Regions from separate parts of the Mus musculus genome. Here all the other regions are linked to region 3. The links are chromatin contacts, called in public HiCAR-type and promoter capture Hi-C maps. All regions are on one chromosome and are shown on one strand. The core of a region is the stretch at or near the end of the contact, and the rest is flanking DNA. Distances in the headings are between cores, read along the strand shown.

The links. Promoter capture Hi-C pulls out the DNA fragments that hold promoters and counts their contacts. HiCAR-type assays count read pairs that join an accessible place to other places.
Region 1: a contact with region 3 is called in a promoter capture Hi-C map of pre-B cells, with 3 times the contacts expected there. The contact joins the promoter of Ints9 here to the promoter of Pinx1 in region 3. A contact is called at or near these places in 2 of 39 promoter capture datasets (liver and pre-B cells) and 1 of 115 datasets of contacts at active chromatin or transcription factors (astrocytes).
Region 2: a contact with region 3 is called in a HiCAR-type map of astrocytes, with 5 times the contacts expected there. The contact joins the promoter of Zfp395 here to the promoter of Pinx1 in region 3. A contact is called at or near these places in 3 of 39 promoter capture datasets (the C10 cell line, liver and pre-B cells) and 1 of 115 datasets of contacts at active chromatin or transcription factors (astrocytes).

Annotation. Positions count from the first base shown.
Region 1 is chr14:64,947,644-64,952,054 of GRCm38.p6, forward strand. Ints9 (integrator complex subunit 9) reads left to right here and starts at 2,650. Exons shown (of 17, transcript NM_153414.5): 1 at 2,650-2,724. The coding sequence starts at 2,716. Hmbox1 (homeobox containing 1) reads right to left here and starts at 2,214. Exons shown (of 10, transcript NM_177338.6): 1 at 1,934-2,214.
Region 2 is chr14:65,356,180-65,360,675 of GRCm38.p6, forward strand. It overlaps Zfp395 (zinc finger protein 395), which reads left to right and starts at 2,497. Exons shown (of 10, transcript NM_199029.2): 1 at 2,497-2,576.
Region 3 is chr14:63,858,180-63,862,576 of GRCm38.p6, forward strand. It overlaps Pinx1 (PIN2/TERF1 interacting, telomerase inhibitor 1), which reads left to right and starts at 2,133. Exons shown (of 7, transcript NM_028228.3): 1 at 2,133-2,268. The coding sequence starts at 2,250.

The DNA of each region.
Region 1 (4,411 bases), core at 1,400-3,899, 1.1 Mb after region 3:
CATTCTTGACCAAACACATAATACATGAAATTCTCAAGTCAAAATAGAAATAATGCCAATTATTCTTTTAGTGATTTAAAAGTCTATGATATCACAAAATTATCACAGAGAGTGATTGAAGAAGATGTATTTTGGACTGAGGGAGTACAAAATGTATGATCTTAAATTCTCCTGGTGTAATGTCATTAAATATTCAAGACTGTGAGAAACAAGAGATGTTTCATTCCAACCCTAATTGAAAATGGAAAAATAAAATAAAATTTCCCAAACTTGACTTATAAGCATAATACAACCAGATCCAGCAACTTAGCCGTGCAATTTTAATAAGTTTAATGCAAAGCACTGCAAACCTGATGTGATAATGACTTGTGGCATAAATGCAAAATAACAACAAATTCGGGTCCTTTTCACTTAACGATGCATTTTATAGTGAAACCACAAAAAGCACAGCCCATATTAGCACAAACTAAGCAAAAAAGTACAGGAGGTATTATGTCCATCGGGAAGAGAAATGTTCTGTGCCAAGGAAGGAAGGAAGGAAGGAAGGAAGGAAGGAAGGAAGGGGGTGGGGGAGAGAGGAAGCTAAGGAAAGATAGGAAAGAGAAGGCAAAGATTTCTATTATCTGCAGGTCCCCAGAAAAAGGGGCACGTGACTATACCCTATATAACAGACGAGGGTTTTTTTAAGCTTCAGACAAAAATAAAAATAGCAATCACTTTTATCATTCAACTTTACGAAGCGTGTATCTTTACTGCTAAGTGCATTCTTTGCTTCACTCACCCAATGCTTCCTCACTCTTCCATACCAGTTTTCAAGCATTTGTGACACAGAACAGGGTGGGGTAGAAGAAAAAACAAAACAAACAACAAAAAACAAAAAACAAAAAACAAAAAAAGACCACAGCGCCTTTCAGCGCACAGTCAACCCTCTTCTCCGCAAAAAATTTCCAACAGTTTTTTCAACTACGAAAATAAGTCGCCTTATCTACCTCAGGATACAGAGCAGACGTTCTGTCTCATTAGAAGACAGCGATGCGGATGGCATTTAGCACTCGAGATTCCCAGCCCCACGTTCCCGAATTTTAAATAACTGGCAAGCTACTGAGCATGAAGATGACAAGATACCTCTACTTACTGTTTCGGGGTGAAGGTGGGTGGAGGACTCCTTTCAAAGTAGCCCCAATAGTGTAACCCAAACACGGTTCCGGAATAAAATACTAAGAGACACTTTTCCTTTCCCACCTTTAGCTGCCGACTTGAGGCAAAGATGCATCTCCACATCACATCATCTATATAGTCCTGCCGGGAGTTTGGGGTGGAGACTGGCCCAGAGTAGGGCACCGAGTGTGAGCTGGGCGCCCAGACACTAACGAGTTACTGAGCCCCCCCAAACCCTGCACAAGATCCTTGGACCAAAAGTCCAGCCCGGGACTCCTGCGTGCTTCCCAAGCCCAGGCCGCTTATCTCTGACTCCAGCCATCTAACTTACCATCTACAGACATTCCTTCAAGACGATCGCAGCACCCAAGTACACGTCACAGTTTAAAACACAGCGAGACACTCCCCAAACAAACCAGCACACCTCGAAACCACCTTACAGTTTCTCAAACTCCCAAGCAGGAAGACCCCCCAACTCCAGGATTCAAACCTTCCGCCGGTCCTGAAGACCAGAGAGAAGTTGGGAAGCCATCGACGCCTCTCCACGCCCGCCCCTCACAAACTGCCCCACCCCACAGCCCGCGCACGGCCGCCCCCTCGGAAGTACCCCTACTTGCTCCCCTATGCTCAACCTGGCTACTCCAGAGACCCATCTGTGGCGCCTACTCACTTTCTCTCCCCCCCAAACATCTCGACATTTTTTTTTCCTTAAAGTAATGAGAGAAGTGAGGAAAAGAGACTTGAGGCAGTCCAGCTTGCAAACGACCCCACTCACCTTGGAAATCCAGCTGAGAGTTCTCTGCACCCTGCTCAGCCCCCTCCCCAGCGTCCCAGTGCAAGGCTGAGGGAGGGAGGAGGAAGGCGGGAGGGGGAGGGGATCTTCACCGCGGGGCGCCCTGCGGGAGGGGCTGAGGAGGGCTCCAGGCCCGCGCAGGAAGAGCCTAGGGGGGAGGGGAGGCCCCTATCTCCCAGTCTCCCCCTGAAAACCTCCCTTGTCTCAATCACATCAGACTGACTGTCTTTGTCTGGCTGACAACCGCCATATTGATAGCAACAGCCCCGCTCCCACCTGCTGCCGCTGGGCATCCCTGGGAGTTGTAGTTTCCGGTTCCCTAGAGGAAAAGTGCAGAGTTGAGGGTCTGAGGCCCTAGGGAACTACAGCTTCCAGCAGGCACTGCGCCCATACGCCTTCCCACAGGGAGGAGGGGAGCTGGGAGCTGAAATCGTGCGGACTACACATCCCAGAATACCATGGATGCTAGACCCAGATGAGGGACATGATATCATGCTGGGATGGAAAGGAAGGATGAATTGGCGGCGGCGATGAATTTGAGCGGACGGAAGGAGGTGATTAGAGAGAAAAGGGAGGAAAAGGAAAGACGCCCACAGTGCCCATGATACCTGCAGTAAAACTACATTTCCCGTGAGGCTCTGGAAAATGCTTAAGGAGTGAAGACTCCAAGTCCCGCGATGCTCTGGGCTATAGAGATTAAACCGGAAGATCCTTCCCTGTCTTTAGAAGTGAAGAGACTGGTACTGAACAACCAAAAGTCCGATATGAAACTGGTGAGTTTCCACTACTAAGTCAGAGGGCAAAGGTAATGAATGCTATATATCTTTGGAGTCTGTCGCCTCCACCATGATTTATCACGGAGGGAGGTCAGCACTTAAAAATTATAAAGTGAGCTGGGTTTTGCGATTGGGATTTGAATTCCCGCTTGCTCACATCCCACAGCTCCTGCATCTGTCAGGAGGTCTTCATTACTGTTTGGCAGATCCCTTTGGCCGCACGTGAGGTTGTATGTTACATTTCTTCACCCTTGGGCTAAAGATAGGCTCCAAAACTTTGGTTTGGTCATGTTTCTCAGCCTGCACCTGAGAGCTATAATAGATCATCAACCACTTTCCACTTAATGAGCACTTGAGTGGACTCCTACTGATATTGCGAGGCTGGATTCCGATCTGAACAGAAAGTAGGAGCGATCAGACAGAAGGTCTAAATGTCCTGTTACTCCTAACTGCAGTTCGAATTACAAGAAAGAGATGCTAAAGGGTGGTGCCCTTGAAGGATTCCCGTCTAAAGCCTGCTTGAAATAAACAGCTCTAGATAAAACATGCCTCCTGAAGAAGTAACTGTGTGGCAAAACACTAAGCTGACAGGTGGCCTTTTCAGATATTTGCTTTGCCCCATTTTTCTGAGCACACCGTTCTAACAAGTTGTTTTATTCAAGCTTAATGGAATAAGTAATAGAGTAATAAGGAAATTGAACGCAGGTGTGAAATGCTTGTCGTCGCCCTCCTATTCCCTACATTCTCACTGCCAACTTACTGTAGAATCTTCCTAATTGCTACGTGGAGAGAAATATCCTCAATAGAGTGAAGTGTGTTTGGTATGTTCTGTTTAAGAGAGAAGCGATGCAGAAACGTTTATTCCAGAACAACTTTTTTTTTTTTTTCTCTTCTTCTGTTTTTTTGAGATAGAGCTTCTCTGTGTAGCCCTAGCTGTCCTGGAATTCTCTTTGTAGCCCAGGCTGGCCTCTCAGAACAACTTCTTTGGGAGGGTATCAGAACTTAGGTACTTTTTGCTTTACTCATAAAATCTTCTTGCTTAACGTATACACAGAGGTTAAAGCAGGGAAGGAGCAAATGGAAAATTAGCCATTCCCTTTCAGAATCAAAAGCTGGCGAAAAGAAACCAGATGTGGCACACCTTTAATTCCAGCACTCAGGAGGCAGAGGCAGGCAGACCTCTGAGTTCTAGGATAGCCAGGGAAGTTATACTGAGAAATCCTGTCTCAAAAAAAGAAAGAAAGAAAGATAAAGAAAAGAGAGAGAAAAAGAAATCAAGAAAAGGAAGTATTAAAAAGAAAGAAAAGAAAAAGAAGTATTCTAATTATTATCTTCCCTTTCAAACAGTGTAGATCCAATAATTAATCCAATAATTACTATCCGAATATCAAAATAGTTTCTCAGTAGGTTAAACTTGTGTGCTGTGCCTACCAAAGGGTTTGAATAAACTTTCTCAGGTCCTTACATTTTAGCTCTGTTTACTGCTTTAAAAATGTGAGGTTGGCTATGGGTTTTGTATATTATAGGGACTAGGGATCTATGTCAGTGGCAGCATGGTTGCCTAGGATGCACACAATACATTGGGTTTGGTCTTCAGCATGATGGTAATGAGTTACATTGTGAAACACAAACATGCTTTTGAACAAAGTCTTGTTTTTGAGTAAGACTTTCCCTTGCTGGGCAG
Region 2 (4,496 bases), core at 1,247-3,746, 1.5 Mb after region 3:
AAAATTATAAAAAGAAAAAAATTGGGCTGGAGATGTTGCTCAGTTGGCAGTATGATTGCCCAGTATGCACGAATGAAGCCCTGGGTTTGGTTCCCAATGAAACATAAATGGATGTCGGTGCCTGCCTGTGACCCCTGTTCTTGGGAAGTGGTAGAACCCTTGTCTATCTAAAAAGCTTAGTGTAGGCTTACTTACAATGCTAAAGATCCTGTCTCGGAAAACACAGTTAAACAAAAACCGAAGCCAGACCCTCATCCCTTTACAGAGCCTAGCCGTTTAAATCTTGCCATGTTGCTCACACTCCAGCTGGAGACCTACTCTGTGTATACAACTTTCATTTAGCTCAACAAGCACTTCTGGAGCCCCGGATTTTACTATGAAGACTCACTTGTCTCAGACACCCTAGTCCCTGGGCTACAATGATCAATTACGTGCTTTGTTTTCTGTATTGCTCAATTCTGAGTGAGCAGCAGTCTGCTTGTGAGGAGGCCAAGCGTTCCTTGGGGCAGAGACTGTATTGCAAACTTCAGGGTGATCAAGAAAGACTTGAGAGGAGGGACTGACTATACAGAAGCATTTGGGGACAACTGGAACAAGAACAGAAAGCCATGCATGGACTGCATATGTCCCTTTAATCATAAAGTGTACATTTCCAATCCATATCTTCATGTTAAGGGAAGGCTTTGTGTATTAAATAAAGTCACCGATGTGATGCCCTATAACACTTTATTCTTATCTGGAAACAGAACTTTTTCCTGAGGTTGAGAATTAAAAGGGAGAAGCAGTCTTGGGTGAACTACACCCTGGGCAGGCTGATCCTAGAGCAGGTAAGGCAGGCATTTGAAACTAGTTAATTCATCCATGTGGGGCTGTCTTGTGCACAGCAGGATATTGGTGGAATACTTAGCCTTCAGCAGCTTAAATGACAGTGAGAAATCACCCTCCCAACACCAGTAAAAATATATCTAGATATTTTAAGGACAAATTAATATTATTAGGGATAAAAAAAATCACCCCTAGTTGAGAATCATCTCCTGTAGGAATTTTGATTCCAGTTGGATAATTTTATTTCAACAAATAGTTGAGGGCAGAAAAAAGGACATACTATTTTTTTAAAATGTATTTATTGTGTATGTACAGGGCTGGAGTTGATTCCCTCCGCTATGTTGTGCATGTTGGGGCTCTAACTTGTGACATCAGACTTGGTCACAAGCAGTGTTACCCACGAGCCCTCTTGCCAGTTCCCAGGACATATTGTTTTTCATTTGCCGTGAGCTAGGCACTATCTCTAGTTACACTGCTTTGTTTTATAGATCAAGAAGCTGATGTGTTTAGGGCTGAACCTGCTAAAGATGCCAATGCTAACTCAGCTCTTAAAATGGGATGTGATTCCCAAGCTCTACTAACACTCCACGGCCTCCTAGAAACACAGGAAGTCCAAAATTGGAGGTGAACTGCAACTTCGAAGTATTTTAAAACTTTTTTTTTGAGAAGGGAGGGGCTATTACTCTTTTACTCATTAAATTTGATTGTAAACACACACACACACACACACTCACACACACTTAGACATTCGCACACACCCCTCTCCACTGTCCTTGGCCTTATCTAGAAAAAACACAGAACTACACAATGGAACCGCTTCGATTCTCCCTGTTACAAATTATCCAAAAGCCAGAGCCTAACGGTGCCAAAAAGCAACCGGTATTGTTTACACAAGGGCTGAAGGCTAATAGTTAACTTTCTCCTATTTAATTCCAGAAACAGTAAACATCGCCTCGCGCTACAACTACAAACGAATAAAAGTCATAAAACTGGAGAAGAACACTCTTGGTCCAAAGCGAAATGGAAAGGTTGGGTTTTCAAGCGCTTCCGCCCTCGCGCGCCGCCTCCCGCTACCCGGCCTCGGGTCCCTGTCGCCCTCGCCAAGCTCCTGTCCCTGGCGCCTAGAGCTTCTGGCTTCCTTTCCCGCCCTGGGGCGCGCTGGAAAAACAACAGCCAGAAACTTTGGTTGGGTTTGCAGTTCAGTTGGGGGGGGGGTCGGGGGGGGAGTCAAAAAAAAAAAAAAGGAGGCGCGGGGGTAGCAGATACGCTAGTTCGGTTCCGGGTGGTGCTGAACGCTCGGATTTCGGGGTGGGGGCTGGGGAAGTGGGTCACAACTCGGTCAGGTTCAAGTGCGCATGTGTGAGAGGAGTCGCTCCAGCACTTATTGAGCGCCCACTGTGTACCGCCAAGCAGGGTGTGTGGAGCGCGCGCGCGCACGTCCGGGGCTGGGGCTGGGGGCGCGCGAGTCGTGCGCGCGCGTGGCCGGGGGTGTGTCCCTGCGTCTGGCTGGCTCGCGGGCGGACTGGCTGCGAGCGGCTCGGCGCGCTCCCTTCCCGGGCGGGGGAATCCGGGCCGGGTTGTGGCCGCGGCCGCGTACGTGAGCGCAGTGTCCCGGAGAGGGAGGGCAGGCCGGCCAGGTGGGCGCGAAGGCGGCGGCGCGGGAGGCGGCGCAGTGCAGGGGCCGCGCCGGTGGCGGGCAGGGCCGCGGCCGCTGCAGGGAGCCGAGCTGTCTGGGTCAGTGGCCGGCCGAGGTGAGCTGCGCGCGGGACCTCGCATGGGTTGCAGCCCGGGTTTGGGGCCGACAGCCAGGGGTGGGTGGGAGACCCGGGAGGCTCGCGCGGCCCGGGCAGGACCGGGGCTGCTGCGGCGCTGGCGGGGTGACTGGGTGGGGGTGGCCGCTCTCCCTCTCACGCGTCGCCTTGTTTATGTCGCGGGTCCTACGGCCCGATCTCCCTCCCAACTTTGAGTGGTGGCCGGGAGTGGCCTCGCGGGGCCACACTGACCTGTTAACCTGCTCCCTTTCCGGCTGAGCCGTCAGCCCTGCGCTATGCGCGCCCCTGCCCTCTCCATAACCAGAGAGTGCCGTGCTGCGGGACTGGCCTCGCGACACACCCTCTCTCAACCCCCTTCTTGCGGCCCCTTTCGCCGCCCCCTTGGCTCTAAGCCTTCCGGGCTCACCCCGGGTCCCTCCCGGGCCGTGGCACTGTGGGCCTCTGGAGTGGCCCATGGGGGCCTGCAAAGGGAGTTTGTCATGGGCAAACAATTCCAAGGCTTCCTGCCTGGGAGTTAAGGCTCTGCACCTTCACTTTAGGGCCCTCTTGGAGATCTAAAGAGACCCACCTGCCAGCAATCTTGCAGGAGCCCTGTTTTCCATCCCTCCCTTTCCTGTGGTTCTGGAGGACTTCCACCAGGCATGGGTTCCCATGATGCCAGGCCATGGCACAGGGGCTATCTATAGTTCTTCACTGCTTTCTGCAAGATCCCTTAACAGAATGGTGTAAAGTGGAGCAGTTTGTTTCAAACTGAGCAATCAACAGGTATTGTAGCCTGAGGACATCCTTCTAAGGGGGGTTGTGTAAATAGAGGTTCTTGCTTTGGAAGGGTGAAACACAAGGAAATTGGTTAGCCCACAGGTACCTCTGAGAAGCCACTCTGCCCTCTTCCCACTGCCAAGCTTTCTGGATGATGTCTCTGAAAGCTATGAGAGAGAAATGATTTGAGAGCTCAAATGCAAATGAACGTGCAAGGGCTGCAAAGTTACTGTGCAGGCTCAGGCACAGGAGGCATGGGAGATAAAGGTGGGGAAGGGAATACGGAACTCAGTTTGAAATAATTTCCACCTGTGGATAATTCCCTGGCAAGACTCAGTCAGAAGGAGGAGTTCACAGGTGACAAGTTTACAAAAGGATGTCCAAGGGCTTGCTTGTCTTGGTGAGAAAGGCAATAGAAGACTCATAGATAACACCCGTCGGGGCTTGTAATCTCTTGGAGGACATAGAAAGACTTGAGCATGTGAAATATGACTCCAGATGGGGCACAGTTAGTTGTCACAATGCCAGGTGCAGAACTGGGTGCTGTTGGAGGTCACAGGGAGGGAGGGAGCTATGGACTGGAATTACCAGGCCTGGGCTATGTGTCCTTGAAAGATGGGATTTATGAAAATGGGATACAAAGTGGAGATGAATATGGGTTTCTCTAGAGTCCAGGAGATGGCCTTGGCCCTCCTGGAATGTTTCCTGAACAGTAAGAGATAGAGAGAGGAATAGTGGCTGAGATTGTGAAAGTCCTAGAAAGTCAGACTGAGAATTGGACTTTTATCCAGGGTGGACTGGGAAGACAGTAGACCAGGGGATGAGGTAACAAGGATATTGGTAAAGAGTTTTGAATCTGATGTTAGGAGACAGACCAGTGAAGTAGCCTGTTGCACTTTTGGAGTGCTGTGGGTTTGGACTTGGTTTTACTGGAAGACACTGCTGTTGAAGTAATCTGTTGACGGGGTGGGTGAAGGGAAGAAATGAATAGGAATTAATTCCTGGAGGAAGCTGATCACACACCAGGGCCTGGAGCTGCTGTAGTTGTTAACCGGACTCTAAAATGTGTGTTTTGCAGAGAAGATGATTGCCACTTGGGCCCTAGAGAGGTCTCTTTTGTTTTATCTGGAAGTAGGTATG
Region 3 (4,397 bases), core at 883-3,382:
CCAGGGCCAACTGCTGCCATGCACCCCATCCCTAGGAGGTTACTGACCTCTTATCAGCCCCTGGCCATTCTGTGTAGTAAAGAAGCAAGCATGAGCATATTTTCTGACGACAAGACAAGCATCGATTGAGCCATTCCCGTTTCTAACCTCCCTCTCCCTTTGCCCATCTTTCTTTTTCTGTTTTGAGCTGTGACAACTTTTACTTTTTACCTCTGATGTTTCAAAAAAGTCACCTTGAATCGGGAATTCCACTCGGGAATTCCACTCAGCACAGTCTTTCTTCCTGGGAACAGCACACCATGGCTAGCTCTAGGAAAGGATACGGCGACCCCTTGCTCAGTCAGGTTCAGGCTACACATGGCTGAATTCCGAGCCCCATTAGCCAATATTAATAATGAAAGAGGAATGACGGTAGAAGGCACAAATGAATCATGTCAACCTGCTCTCTTCCCGGAGAATCACTGAGGATTTAGCAGAGAGCAGGAGTTTCACTCTCACAGCTACAGAATATTTTTTACATAATGCATGCTAAACTTCACACTGACAGTCTCAGGAACTTTTCCGGTTGCCTTTTATTTCTACAATGATTAAATAATTTACTAGCTTACTTTTTTTTTTTTTAATCACCAAGACTAGTTTCTGCTCTAGGCAAAGCCAGGATAGAAACAGGTTCCATACAGTGCCCTAATAAACTTGCTTCAGACTCCAGGGCTGCGTGGATTGCATACTTTCCTTTCTGTCCTCTCCACACTTGCTCCTCCAATTCTTCTTAAACTGGGGTTAATGGACAATAGAAGTTTACGATGCTCCCCAAAGATGTTTTCAAACAAACAAAGGACAAAGACTTTCAAAGGTAGCTGATGCTGTGATCCAGGGACACTCACCAGGAATTCTACTCTTTGGTGAATCTGCCTTGTCCTGTAAAGATCTTTTAGAGAGGAGTGAGGGGTCATACATCAAAGCTGGTGTCCTCACTGAATGTGAGGAAATGCTCCTGTGTGCCCTCCTTCTTTAAAGCTCACCGTTTACCTGGGCTTGGGCTTGGTTATCTAGAACAGGAACCCTGGCCCAGGGAAAGGGAAAGGATTTGGGGCAAAGCCCAGATATCCTAAGTAGGTGATTTGGTCAGACCCAGCCCCATTGCCACACGGTCACATTTACTGCCTCTTCTTTCTTGTTAATAATTGGTGGTCAAGTACACAATCATTCTTGGCTGGGGGCTATCAATGTCCTCATCTTACAGGTAGGTAAACGTGACAGTCATGCCTGATTCTCAGGTCCTCCAGCACAGCCCTATTTCACCAGCACACTGCATCATAGAAGAGTTGCCCTGAGTGCATCGGGGGTCTACATGGTATCTTGTTAGGTCTGATGAAAAATGGATGTGACCTTCCTAAGGAAAGACAAAACGAGGGAAGAAGAGCCTTTGGAAGGTAAGGGCACTGGCCGGTGCTGAAGGCATGGCTAAACAAAGAAGATTTGAGAAAAGCTAAGGTCTATTTGGAAGTCGAAGCCTTGACAAAGAAAGGGACGTTGAAGGGAGAGGCTAGAGGAAAAAAGGGCAAATAAACAGCGTGGGAGATAGCTGAGGTCACACCTTTGGAGGAGACAGGACAGCAAAAAGAGGGAACAGAATGTGACAGGACGCATTGAGCAAAAATGCCAGGGAGAGCGATGGAACTGGGAAAGGCCTCTGGGATTTAAGTCTGTCACAGCGAAGACCACGAAAGAGTTAACATTTCTCGGCCGGCCGTTAAGCACAAAACCACGGTGTTTCATTTGACTTTGCCAGCTAGGTGGCTGTTTCTGCCTTCTCTCCCTCCCTCCCTCCTCTCTCAGCATCCCACAATGGGCAGAGGTAGAGTGTGAAGAGCATAGGTCCCTTCCAGTGCCAATACCTTCCTCTTCGGCCGTCTCTCCAGCTCTTTAAATGTACCCATGGTTCACAGAACCCCGGACAACTCTAAGGTTGCTTGCACACCCGCTTTCAGAGTTAAACTGCGAACTGCGCACGAACCAGCTCTGCCCCAGCCCTAGAAAGAATCTGTGCCTCAGTCCCCCAAGGCGGGTCCGCCCCTCCGCTTCATGCAGTTGGTAGCGAGTCGCGCGTGGTGACGTCAGTAGTACGCGCCCCAGCGAAGCTCTCCACCCGGCGTGCTTTCCGAGCCGGCTTCTTCCTTAACCGCGCTTCAGGTTCCTCATAACCGCTGGGCGTCAGGCCAGAGGCAGCGTTCGACAAACTTGAGACAATGTCGATGCTAGCAGAGCGTGAGTGTCTGCCGAGCTGGACGACCGGGTGATGGGATGACGGGGGCGCGGGTGTTCAGGCCCGAGTGGGGACAGCAGTGACTGCCGGGCCCGCGAGGGACAGAGAACAGCAACGTCCCGCAGACTCAGTTCCTGGTACTAAAGGCTCGGGTCGTGCGCGCACGCGTGCATTCCGACATTCAGGACACCGAGTCTCAGACTGTTGTTCCTGGAGATTCTTTCACTTTTCCAGGCTCGAACCAAGTGTCCTGGGGTTTCACAAAGATAGGTCCCATAGCATCGCTTCAGGCCCTGAATTCCAACTGTCCAAAATGTATTGGACCCAGAGGAAAAAAGCAGAAGGATTACAAGTGTCAGGCAGTGATAAGTTCTTGACCGGAGTGCAGGCTGATGAATGGTTTTAATCGAGACTGAGAGATAGTAGCTGTGGTTAGCCTCTGAAGTCCACTAATTCCCTCCCCAGAAGCTACTTTGTTCCTGAATGAGACTACGTGTAGCTATGGATTCTTGCCACCAGTTGGCAGTCGTGTGATGCTCACAAAGAACTGGCTTTTAACTTTTCCTGGAAGTTGTGTAGCTATCAAAGAACATAAACATATTATTTTCTTTTTTAAAAGATGCCATCGTGTCTATCGGGCAGTGGTGGCGAACTCCTTTAACCCCAGCCCTCGGGAGGCAGAGGCAGGCGAATTTCTGAGTTCGAGGCCAGTCTGGTCTACAGAGTGAGTTCCAGGATAGCCAGGGCTACACAGAGAAACCCTGTCTCGAAAAAACAAAACAAACAAACAAAAAAAGTCACTGTGGCGTTTTAGAACAAAGCATGTTTTAGTGGAGCACACTGCTTTTCCTGAAGGCAGCTCAATAGGTTATAGACTGGAAACTGCTCTTTCTAGGTAGATCCCTCTTCCTGGCAGTTCACCTGGTCTCTACTTCCATGAAAATGAACTAGTCTCTGCCTCACCCAGGCTTTAAAGATTTTAGTGAGGTAACTGGATGAATCTAGTTTGGAATGTCAGTGGTATACAGGATGAACAAGTGACCTGACAGCCAGTTCTTTATGCAGCAGGGCAGTGCATCTTGGGTCAGTATGTGACAGGGATGCCTTTCTTAGGGGAGAGGCGGGCTCCTTACAAACCTTGGTCAGCAACCCTTGGCAGGCATTCTCCACACATGGGTCTGACACACACATGCAGAGCACTGGTTAATATGGCTGTCTTTGCTGTGCTCATGAGCAAGACAGTGTTGTGCTGAGTATATTATATACCAGGTTGTTGAGCTGGTATCTATGGAACAAGTTTTTGGATCAGCTTTCCCTCCCCAGGTATAGCACTGCAAATTTGAATCCACAACTCAGTTTGCTTTGTGGTGCCCTCCCCCACCCCCGGCCTGCATGCTTATAGTGTTTCTTGGTTTTGCTGGGGTGTTTATAGATAAGGATCCCTACTGATTTTACGTGCAACACAGTGAGCTCTTTTGAGTAGATGTTGTGATCTTTTTCAGTTTTGAGGCCATTGATGTTAGTGTGCTTCAATGAATGCCATGGGTTAGCAGTAATGACATTCAATCTCCGGATTTCTTACTTGGCCTCACCTTTAGGTTCAGATTCATGTTCTATTGACCTAGTGGGTCATAGTTTTTCCTCAAATTTGTAATAGTGAAGCCAGATGTGATGGCTCATGCCTGTGATCCCTGCCAAGTGGTGGAGGATGGTTACCAGTTCAAGGCCACCCTAGGCTACAGAGCCCGACTGTCTCAGATAGCAGACAATAAAGCTACAGTGATAAGCTTGAGTTCTTAGGGACCAGTTATTTATATTCATTTCGGAGAAAGCTTTACCTGAAACCCAGGGCCGTTCCCCTTATTTCAGCTATTCATTCCTTTTTCCTTTCTTCCTTTACTTCTCTCCTACCAGACTCCTTTATGTATCCATGCATCCTTATCAGGTGCCACTATGGACAGAGTGTTTTTTATCTTCCTTGTAATGAGGTGTAAGGATGAAGGATTGATTATGACACTTAAGGGAGGGAAGATGGGTATAAACAGCACAGTGCAAGTGGTATGTGAAGTGCCACAGATGGTTCTGGAGGCTAAGTGAATCCATGATGGTGTTGAATAAGCAGAGATGTATC